Regions from separate parts of the Sus scrofa genome. Here all the other regions are linked to region 2. Evidence: chromatin contacts called from public Hi-C data. All regions are on one chromosome and are shown on one strand. Each heading gives the region's core, a stretch centred on a gene start, on an enhancer-like site or on the middle of the called end of the contact. The rest is flanking DNA. Distances are from core to core; before and after follow the strand shown. Region 1 has its middle 38 kb from the start of EGFR. Region 2 overlaps LOC100517727 (a long non-coding RNA gene). Region 3 holds the start of EGFR (epidermal growth factor receptor).

The links. A called contact is a pair of places that touch in the nucleus more often than the background predicts.
Region 1: a contact with region 2 is called in a Hi-C map of liver, with 7 times the contacts expected there. The contact joins two enhancer-like sites. A contact is called at or near these places in 3 of 47 Hi-C or Micro-C datasets (epiblast stem cells, liver and skeletal muscle).
Region 3: a contact with region 2 is called in a Hi-C map of liver, with 7 times the contacts expected there. The contact joins the promoter of EGFR here to the enhancer-like site in region 2. A contact is called at or near these places in 5 of 47 Hi-C or Micro-C datasets (embryonic fibroblasts, epiblast stem cells and liver) and 1 of 2 datasets of contacts at active chromatin or transcription factors (skeletal muscle).

What each region holds. Positions count from the first base shown.
Region 1 is chr9:139,262,921-139,265,620 of Sscrofa11.1, forward strand. No RefSeq gene overlaps it. Among named protein-coding and RNA genes, the nearest start is that of EGFR, 38 kb to the right of the region's middle. Within about 2 kb of position 1,316, at least 18 of the 83 cell types and tissues checked have an H3K27ac peak or open chromatin away from gene starts, as enhancers often do. A contact at or near this core is called in liver, where this site is marked.
Region 2 is chr9:139,179,805-139,182,504 of Sscrofa11.1, forward strand. All of the region lies in intron 1 of LOC100517727 (a long non-coding RNA gene), which reads left to right. Among named protein-coding and RNA genes, the nearest start is that of SEC61G, 45 kb to the left of the region's middle. Within about 2 kb of position 1,422, at least 9 of the 83 cell types and tissues checked have an H3K27ac peak or open chromatin away from gene starts, as enhancers often do. A contact at or near this core is called in liver, where this site is marked.
Region 3 is chr9:139,301,035-139,303,734 of Sscrofa11.1, forward strand. It overlaps EGFR (epidermal growth factor receptor), which reads left to right and starts at 1,376. Exons shown (of 28, transcript NM_214007.1): 1 at 1,376-1,576. The coding sequence starts at 1,489.

The sequences.
Region 1 (2,700 bases), core at 66-2,565, 83 kb after region 2:
TCCCATCAGACAGGAATTCAGCCAGTACTGCAGTTGCTTTCCACCCGCTGGTGTCAGGGGACCTCACTCCTTAAAGCCACAACAAGAGTCAAGTACAACCACTCCCTTTCCCCAGACGGTCTTTTACAGGTACCTCTTGGATGTCACTGAATACAAGCCTTCCAAGGGCCTCCCCTAAGAGACAAGCCTTCTCCCTGATGCCCACGTGTGTGTGCTGGGACCACAGACCCACTAGAGAGCCTGGCGTCCAGGCTGACTGCCTATGGAGTTTGCAAGGTGGCAGCACACCTTCCCAGGTGTCTTCCTGGGTAGAGGCTGGCCTTCAAGGGCAGATAATGCTCCCTGCTAGTTCTATCCACCACCGGAAACCCCTCTCTGTCCCCTGCCGTGTCTCCTCCACCCACACGGACTTTGTGCCATCATTTACTTCAGCAAAGCCCCCTCCTAATCCTATAAGCTGTGTAATGCATGGAGAAATCCTAAGGAGCCTGTCAGGGGGATTTAAGAAAGTCAACCTGCTAAGGTGTTTAGCTCAGAATCTGGCTCATCCTTAGAGTGACGGTTATATTAAAAGTGTAAATGAGACAGATCAACAAATACTTTTCAACAAATGGAGTATTTAGGTGCTGCTTTCGAGATGCAAATGCAGGAGTTCCCATTGTGGCTCATTGGTATTGAATCTGACTGGTATCCATGAGGATGCAGGTTCGATTCCTGGCCTCGCTCAGTGGGTTAAGTATCCAGCATTGCTGTAGGCTGGCAGCTGTAGTTCCAATTCGACCCCTAACATGGAATGTCCATAAGTTGCATGTTCAGTCCTAAAAAGAAAAAAAAAAAATGCAAAAGCATGACAGAAAATGTATAAGGGTTTTAATTAACAAGACTGTTCAAAATGTCAAATTTACTTATCAAACCGTTTCTTTAAATAGAATTTGTATATCAAGTTTCTGCATGGAGCAAATTTAACATTCTTTTCATAGCCTTTCCCTTTCAGCTCTAAGAGGCCAAGTTTCAGAGAAGCACCTGAATCCCAAGTGAAAATCCAGCATGGCACAGTGTACGGGCGTGCCTGATAACTCACCTACAACCCGGATTCACAACATTTGATTTTGGGGAGGAAGAGGGGTTGGCAGTCAATGGTTAAGTGTGAGGCCAGAGAAAACCTCGAGCTCAGGAGAGGTTTGCTTGCACTTTGTACTGTTTGAGCTTGTTCTCATTCCAGTAAAAGATCCCATTTCTGGGTAATGAGACAGCCAGGGAGATTGCACACCTGAACGTGCCCTTGGAATGTGCCAGACGCCAGCTAGTCCAACTATGTCTCCATAACTCCGCACGTGTATTTTTTCACAAACAAGAACCGAAACAGCCCCTGGTCCTATTGCCTGAACATGTTCGGGAACCTCACTCTCCCAAGGGACCCTCTGCCATCTCGGATCATGCAGTAAGCATCCTATAAACACGGTGACTCAGACCAAAGGCTAAAAAATAAATGCATACGGATCCAACGTAGACACTTTCAGAGGCGGCGGCAGTAATTGGGTCTATTCACAACTAGGTTAATGATTTCCAAAAGCCTAAATACAACCAACGAATGTGACAAACTCCAGGCCCCTCTCTATGGGCAGCCAAGAAGCGTGACCCGGGGGTGGGTAGCTGTCACACTGGAGAAGGGAGGGTGGCCGAGGGATAACACTTACCTCCAGACACCAGGGGAACCGCAGAGCTGAGCTGAAAGGAAAACAACAACAACGAAACGCCCAGCTCTCCCGCGTGACCCGGAGGGACAGCGAGGCCCAGCATGTGGCGGCTTATCGGGTCACACGGCCGCGCCTGGTGTTGGGGAGAAACAGGCTGGCCTGGGTACCTGTGGGCACGGCCAGCCCCACTCCCAGGCATTGGCATTTGGTAGAAATCTGTAGGCAGCCTTTGTTTTGCACACAAGGGGCTGCCGCCGAACCCCCAGCTGGGTGCTATCTGCACTGAGGGGCTGGAAGGGCAGGGCCAGCCTGCAGTTGGGAGAAACAAGGCCTGACATTTGCAAAGCGTTTTGCTACAAAGAGCTAAAGTAAATGTAACAATCCATGCACCACAGTTAATAGCAGTTCATTTAAAAAGTTGACGTTTACTTAATTGTTGTTCAAGTTCATTGATGCTGCTTATCCCAATATGCCAAATGATTTCCATTTTTCTATTGCAGAAAAAAAGGAGAAATGAGTATATATTTTGTTTTTACATCAAGAGTTTCCATGTAGCCAAAGTCCATAATGACTATTTTAAGTTCTGCATCCTGAAATTCACTTCGATTTTAATTTCTTTGTGGACTATTAAGGTTGATGCCAAAATTTTGCACTGCTATCTATTATGCACACATACTACAATAACCATTTTTTTACTTTTAGATAAAGTCTGTAGTTTAAATCCCCAAAAGTAGGATTCTAAAGGAAAGGTGTTTTTTTACTTGCCGGTATGCATGTCTGTTTGCTGTTTCTGTCATGATAGATGCTTCTAGATGGGTTGTAGGCAGCATCGCATTAATTTACATGATGCATATTATGGGTGAATGTACCAGCTTCATCTCCAACACAGCAGCGATTCTGCCGTCTTACTAAGTGCAAAAGACAACTCGGCACTCTCTAAAGTACAATTTCATTCCAGAATAACCAACCCTGTTGACCATTGTTTGATGTTCTTCACATATTA
Region 2 (2,700 bases), core at 172-2,671:
GAGAACCATACTTCATCCTTTCATTCAACAAAATAAGCACCTAGCATATACCAGGCAGCACTGTGGGTGCCAGATTTAGAAGAGTGAGCAGAAGAGACCCAAATCCCTAACCTGTGGACCCTCCAATGAGGGAGCAGGAAACAAGGAAGAGGAATAAGAAACATTTCATATTAGCTGATTAGAAGTTCAAAGAGAAAAGTAAATTCAGAAAGAGGGGTGATGGCATGGAGAGTTTTGGAAGCTCAGTTGGGTGAGGTGACAAGGAAGACCGCCCCTTGATGTGACATTTGAGGAAAGCTGAGGGCCCAGCGTGACCAAAGTGAGAGGAAGAAGCAGGAGGCTTTGGAACGAAGGATGGGTTTTATAAGGATTTGGCTTGGAAGGCCTTTCCAAGGAATCAGCTTTTAATTTAGGATGGGAAGTGAGCAGCAGAAGCAGAACAGAGGAACAGGAGTGGCACATGTTTTAACTTTATCACTTCGTCTGATGTTCTGAGCCCTTTTTCGGCCTGCTTAGTCTTATCTTATAAAAGAAAGTTGCGTGGTTGTGTGCCTGTCCTGTGTACATCAATCACCACGTACATCCTGCACTTAATCCTTGTGGCAGATTTTATGATCTCAGTCTTATTTCAGAGGCTAACAAGAGTCAACAGCTATGCAGCATCCTGCAGAAAGTAACTAACTGACCTAAGATTGAACCAGCCTATTACAGTCCAAAGGCCAGGCCCAATCTAATAACCACACTGCCTTTCACAAAACAAATCTTTGAGAAGATGGATCATCTGATGTGGGGACGTAGGTACACAAAGTCTGGTCACTGGAGCCCTTGTGACAACAGTAGCTTGCATCTGTACAGTGTGTACTTTGCAAAGGACTTTCACATCCGTCGTATCATTCAGTAAGCACAGCAGAAATAAAAGCAGCCGGGCCTTAACTTTGAGAGGAGCCTTGTTTCAGGCAAAGAAGGCAGAATTTCAGATTACCCCTCCTCTATCCTGCATGAGCTGAGAAACTAAAGGATGAGTAAAGGGCTCAGGGGGCAGAACATTATGGCGAAAGCTGCCCCAATATTACCTGTACATTTGAGAGTGAGAACTGCAAGTCCCACAGCCGGGCTTCTGAGCCTCGCGATGAGATCCCGAAGGGAAGGCTGAGGCAGGTCTTACTGCGCCCTGAGTGCATCCTTCAGTCAGGACTGTGCTTTGCTTGATTCGCTGACATGACGTCAAGTTTGGTCTCCTCTTCAGCTCCCCCCACTGATCCACCCACGCTCTGTGTCCCCAGCTCAACCCAGAGTCTGAGTAATCTGGGATCCCCTCCCTCTGGAAGCTGCATCTGCACTTGGCCCTGGATGTGCTGGGCCAGAGCTGCCGGCCGGGGTTCCTCTTTCCCCCTCAGCTTGTCTAGGCTCTGCTGCCCTTTGCTTCCCTCTGCTGGCACGAGGTCCGTCCCTGTCAGCTGGGCTCAGTGGGCGGCAAGCAGAGCTGCTCCTTCAGACTCCTTGGGGCCTCTGGGGGGTCAGAGTCAGCAGCTGGGTATTAGAATGCAGCCAGGCCTCACCCTGAGGTCTGATTCTGCCAGTGTGTGATGCATCTGTGCATCTGTGGTCCTATCATGTTCACAGGTGCTGCTGATGCTGTGGGCAGGGATCCTCTGGGAACCCAGTGCTCTGGGCCCAGCAGTCAGCAGAAGAGGCTGCAGAGGGGCCCTGTTCACCAACTACTAAGGCAAAGGCCCAGAGCTCGTTCCCCTGATGAATCAAGTGGCCTAGGGTTCTCTATAGACGGTGCTAAAGGCATCTCTTTATTTACAAAGCTCGATTATGTGCACAGAGCTAGGCGCAGCCCACTGTGGACCAAGAGTTACAACCAGCATTCTTGGACCTTTGGGGGGGGGGGGCACTGCTGTGAGCCGATTTGTGCCTCATCAGGAAGCTGTGGGGCCACGGGATGGAAAGACACTTGATCCTAATGTGGGCAGTCTGGATAATTTTGTGCAGGAGGTAATTCCTTTCTTCCTTCCTTCTTTCCTTCGTTCGTTCTTTCATTCTTTCTCTCCTTTTTACAGACGCAACTGCAGCATGTGGATATTCCTGGGCTAGGGGTCAAATCAGAGCTGCAGCTGCCCACCACAGAAAGGCCACATCCAAGCCACTTCTGCAACCTATGCCACAGCTTGCTGCAACTCCAGATCTTTAACCTACTGAGCGAGGCCAGGGATTGAACCCACACCCTCATGGATACTATGTCAGGCCCTTAACATACTGAGCCCAATGGGAACTCTGAGGATGCAATTTCTAATTTAAGATGTGAAGCAAGGAATTTCCAAGTGCTTCATGAGCTTGAGATTGTGGTAACTCTAAATTCATATACATACATATATATATAATATATATTTACACACACACGTATACAGATTCAGTGTGATCCCTGTCAAAATACCAACGGCATTTTTCACAGAGGAGACGAAGTAATTCAGAAAATTTGTTTGGAAACACAAAAGATCCTGAATAGCCAAAACCATCCTGAGAAAGAAGAGCAGAGCTGGAGGAATCGCATTCTCTGTGTCAGTCTCTACTCCACAACTGTGGTCATCAAAGTAGTATGGTCCCGGCACAAAAACAGAAACCTAGGTCAATGAACAGGATAGAGAGCCAGAAGTAAATCCACACACTTACAGTCAACTAATCTACAACAAAAGA
Region 3 (2,700 bases), core at 126-2,625, 120 kb after region 2:
GCCCTTGTTGGGTAAATGTGTGGAACTCCTGTGAGCAGATGAGCTACAAGACACACCCTGGCTGCGTCCTCTGCCCACTGCTGTCACTTTGGTGCCCTTCTCTAGCAGGTGGCGCTTTTCTTTACAGACCATTTCTGCCTTCGTTTGAAGAGCGTGGAGGGACCAAAGCCATGGCCTGCAGAACCTACAAAGCCTTCTTCATCCTTAAATGGATGAAGGGACTTCCTTAAAACAAAGAAACAAACACAAATGATTCTCATCTTAAAGTTCCACGGACCCAATGCTCGGTAAGGAAAGATGCAAAGCTTTGCTCCCCCACATGTAGGAAAGGCCCTGCTTTAGCTCCACTTACTGCAGGTTTATGATTCCTGCTTAAAAGGTGGGGCCAACCAGAGCTGAAGGCCCGCGAGAAGTCACAATGGGTCTTGTGGGAGAGGGAGTCGGCTGTAGACAGGCAGAAGACATCTGTCCTGAAGGAGGAGGAGGAGTAGGGCAGGGCGGGCTTTGCTGGAAGCATTTAGCTAAAACCTTCCTGCAGCCCGAGAAAGCCGGCTTTCTTCTGGCCGAATCCTGAGTAGGTTTCCCCGGCTTTTCTCCTGTCAGAGTTGCAGCGTGGTTGTCTTCAGGCAGGGGGGCCCACAGCTAGTGTGTGTGCTAAGCCTTTATTCTAAGTGCTTGACTTTTTTGAAGTGATTTCCTGCAATCATTCGTCTTTCAAGTACTGCTCGCTGGTGCACGGCCCATGAAATGCTGCGGGCTCCTTTGGTGCCTATGCATTCACTCAACAAACATTTCCCCAAGGCCAGAATCTGTGCTAGAGGTGGGAGTCCTTATTTCAGATGATTTCAAGGGTGCTTGACGGGACCTGAAGGACCCTGGGACTTGAGTGCATCTCAGAGGCCAGGGGGCGCCTCTGCCGCCAGGCCAGCCTCTGACCCGCCCTGGGATCCCGAGGTGCTCAGAGAAGTTGGGGCCACAATTAAACAGTGGTCTCCCCCGCTGGGCCAGCATCCGGCCTTGGGCAGAAGGCTCGGTCTGCTCCGCGCCGGGACACGTCTGCTCTGCAACTTGGAGGACGGCGGAGGGGAATGGGCAACCCGGGGGCAAAGGTGGCTCCAGGAAGGTCAGGTCGCCAGCAGCAGGCAAGTGGGCGAGGACCTGCCCTGCCGGCGGGGCAGCGCGGGGCAGTCCTCCCGGGGCTCGGCTCCGCAGCCCGCTCCCGCGCGGCGCTCCTCCCGCTGTCGCCTCCTCCGCCCCGCGCGCCGCCCGCCCCTCCTCCCGGTCCCTCCTCCTCGAGCCCGGCCTCCCCGCGCCCCCGCCCCCGCCCCCGCGAGCCAGACGTCCGGGCGGCCGGCGCAGCGCGCAGCCTCCGCCCCGGCTCGGAGCTCACGCCCGCGGCCCGCGCGATCCCCGTCCGCTCCGGCCGCCGAGCCCGCGCCCCGCGCCCCGGCCATCGCTGCGTCCCGACCGAGCGCCGAGCCCCGCGCGATGCGACGCTCCTGGGCGGGCGGCGCCGCGCTCCTGGCGCTGCTGGCCGCGCACTTCCAGGCGAGTCCGGCGCTGGAGGAGAAGAAAGGTAGGGGCGACCGCGCCGCCGTCCCGCCCGTCCTCAGGCGGCCGCGCAGCCTCGGGCGCGGCGGGCCGAGGAGCCCGAGCGCCGCTTCCCTTCCGCCCTCCCGGCCCCCGCGGGGTGGACGCCCCGGCGAGCGCGTCCCCGCACGTGCGCCCGCGGTGCGCCGGGCTGGGGGGCGGCGCAGGCGGGACGCGGGGCCCGTGCCCGGACCCCGGGACCCGAGCGGCCCTCCGCGCCCGGCCCCGCACCCGCGCCCCACGCCGGAGCCAGCTCCCCGACCCCTCTCCTGGCGCGGCCTTGACCCAGAGGCTCGAGAGCTCGTTCCGGGCACTGGCCACCTGCGCTTCGGGACCGGGAGGCCAGAGGTCCTCCGGCCCCACCGCCCCTCCGCGTCCCGCAGCGCCTCCCGCCGTCCGCATCCCTCGGGCGGCGAGTAGCCACTTCCCGGGACTCCCGAGATTTGTCCCCTCTTGCAGCCCTTGGGCGGCGTGTCCGCGCTTCGCAGTGGAAGGGACGGGGCGGTGGGAGCGGCCGCGGCAGGAGGGCCAGTTCTGGGGCGAACGGTCCAGGGGCGGGACGCATCCGGGCCGGCCGGGTCCCCACAGTTTCAAAATATGGCTCACAGCAAGCGTTCCTCCTCAAAATCTAGAGATTTCTCTCTCTGGGATGTGTCTTTTAGCTTTTTGAAGAATTTGACATCAGGCCAACCAAAATATTAAACTTTAAAAAAAAAAAAAACCGGATTGATGTCCGTGGTTCACGTGGGCCAAATGTCCAGACCAAACATGAGCGAGTCTGGCTTCGTGACTACCGACCATAAACCCACTTGACATGAGAAACATGCCTGAGAAGGTTTAATTGCACAATTTCAGACTCAAGCAGCCGGGGTTCCAAGAGTCAGGTCTGTACTTGCTGTTGATGTCACTGGCACAGCGAGACAGGGTTTGGTGCTGAGTGCGATGGTGGGGGGAGCAGTAAGTCCTAAAGCAGTGCACCCCAAACTTGGCTGCAAATTAGAATCGGTTGGGATTTAAAACGAAACAAGACACCTTGTCTGGCTCCCACCCCCAGACTGCCTAATTTCACTGGTCTGGGATGAGACTGAGGCATCTGGATTTTGAAAAGCT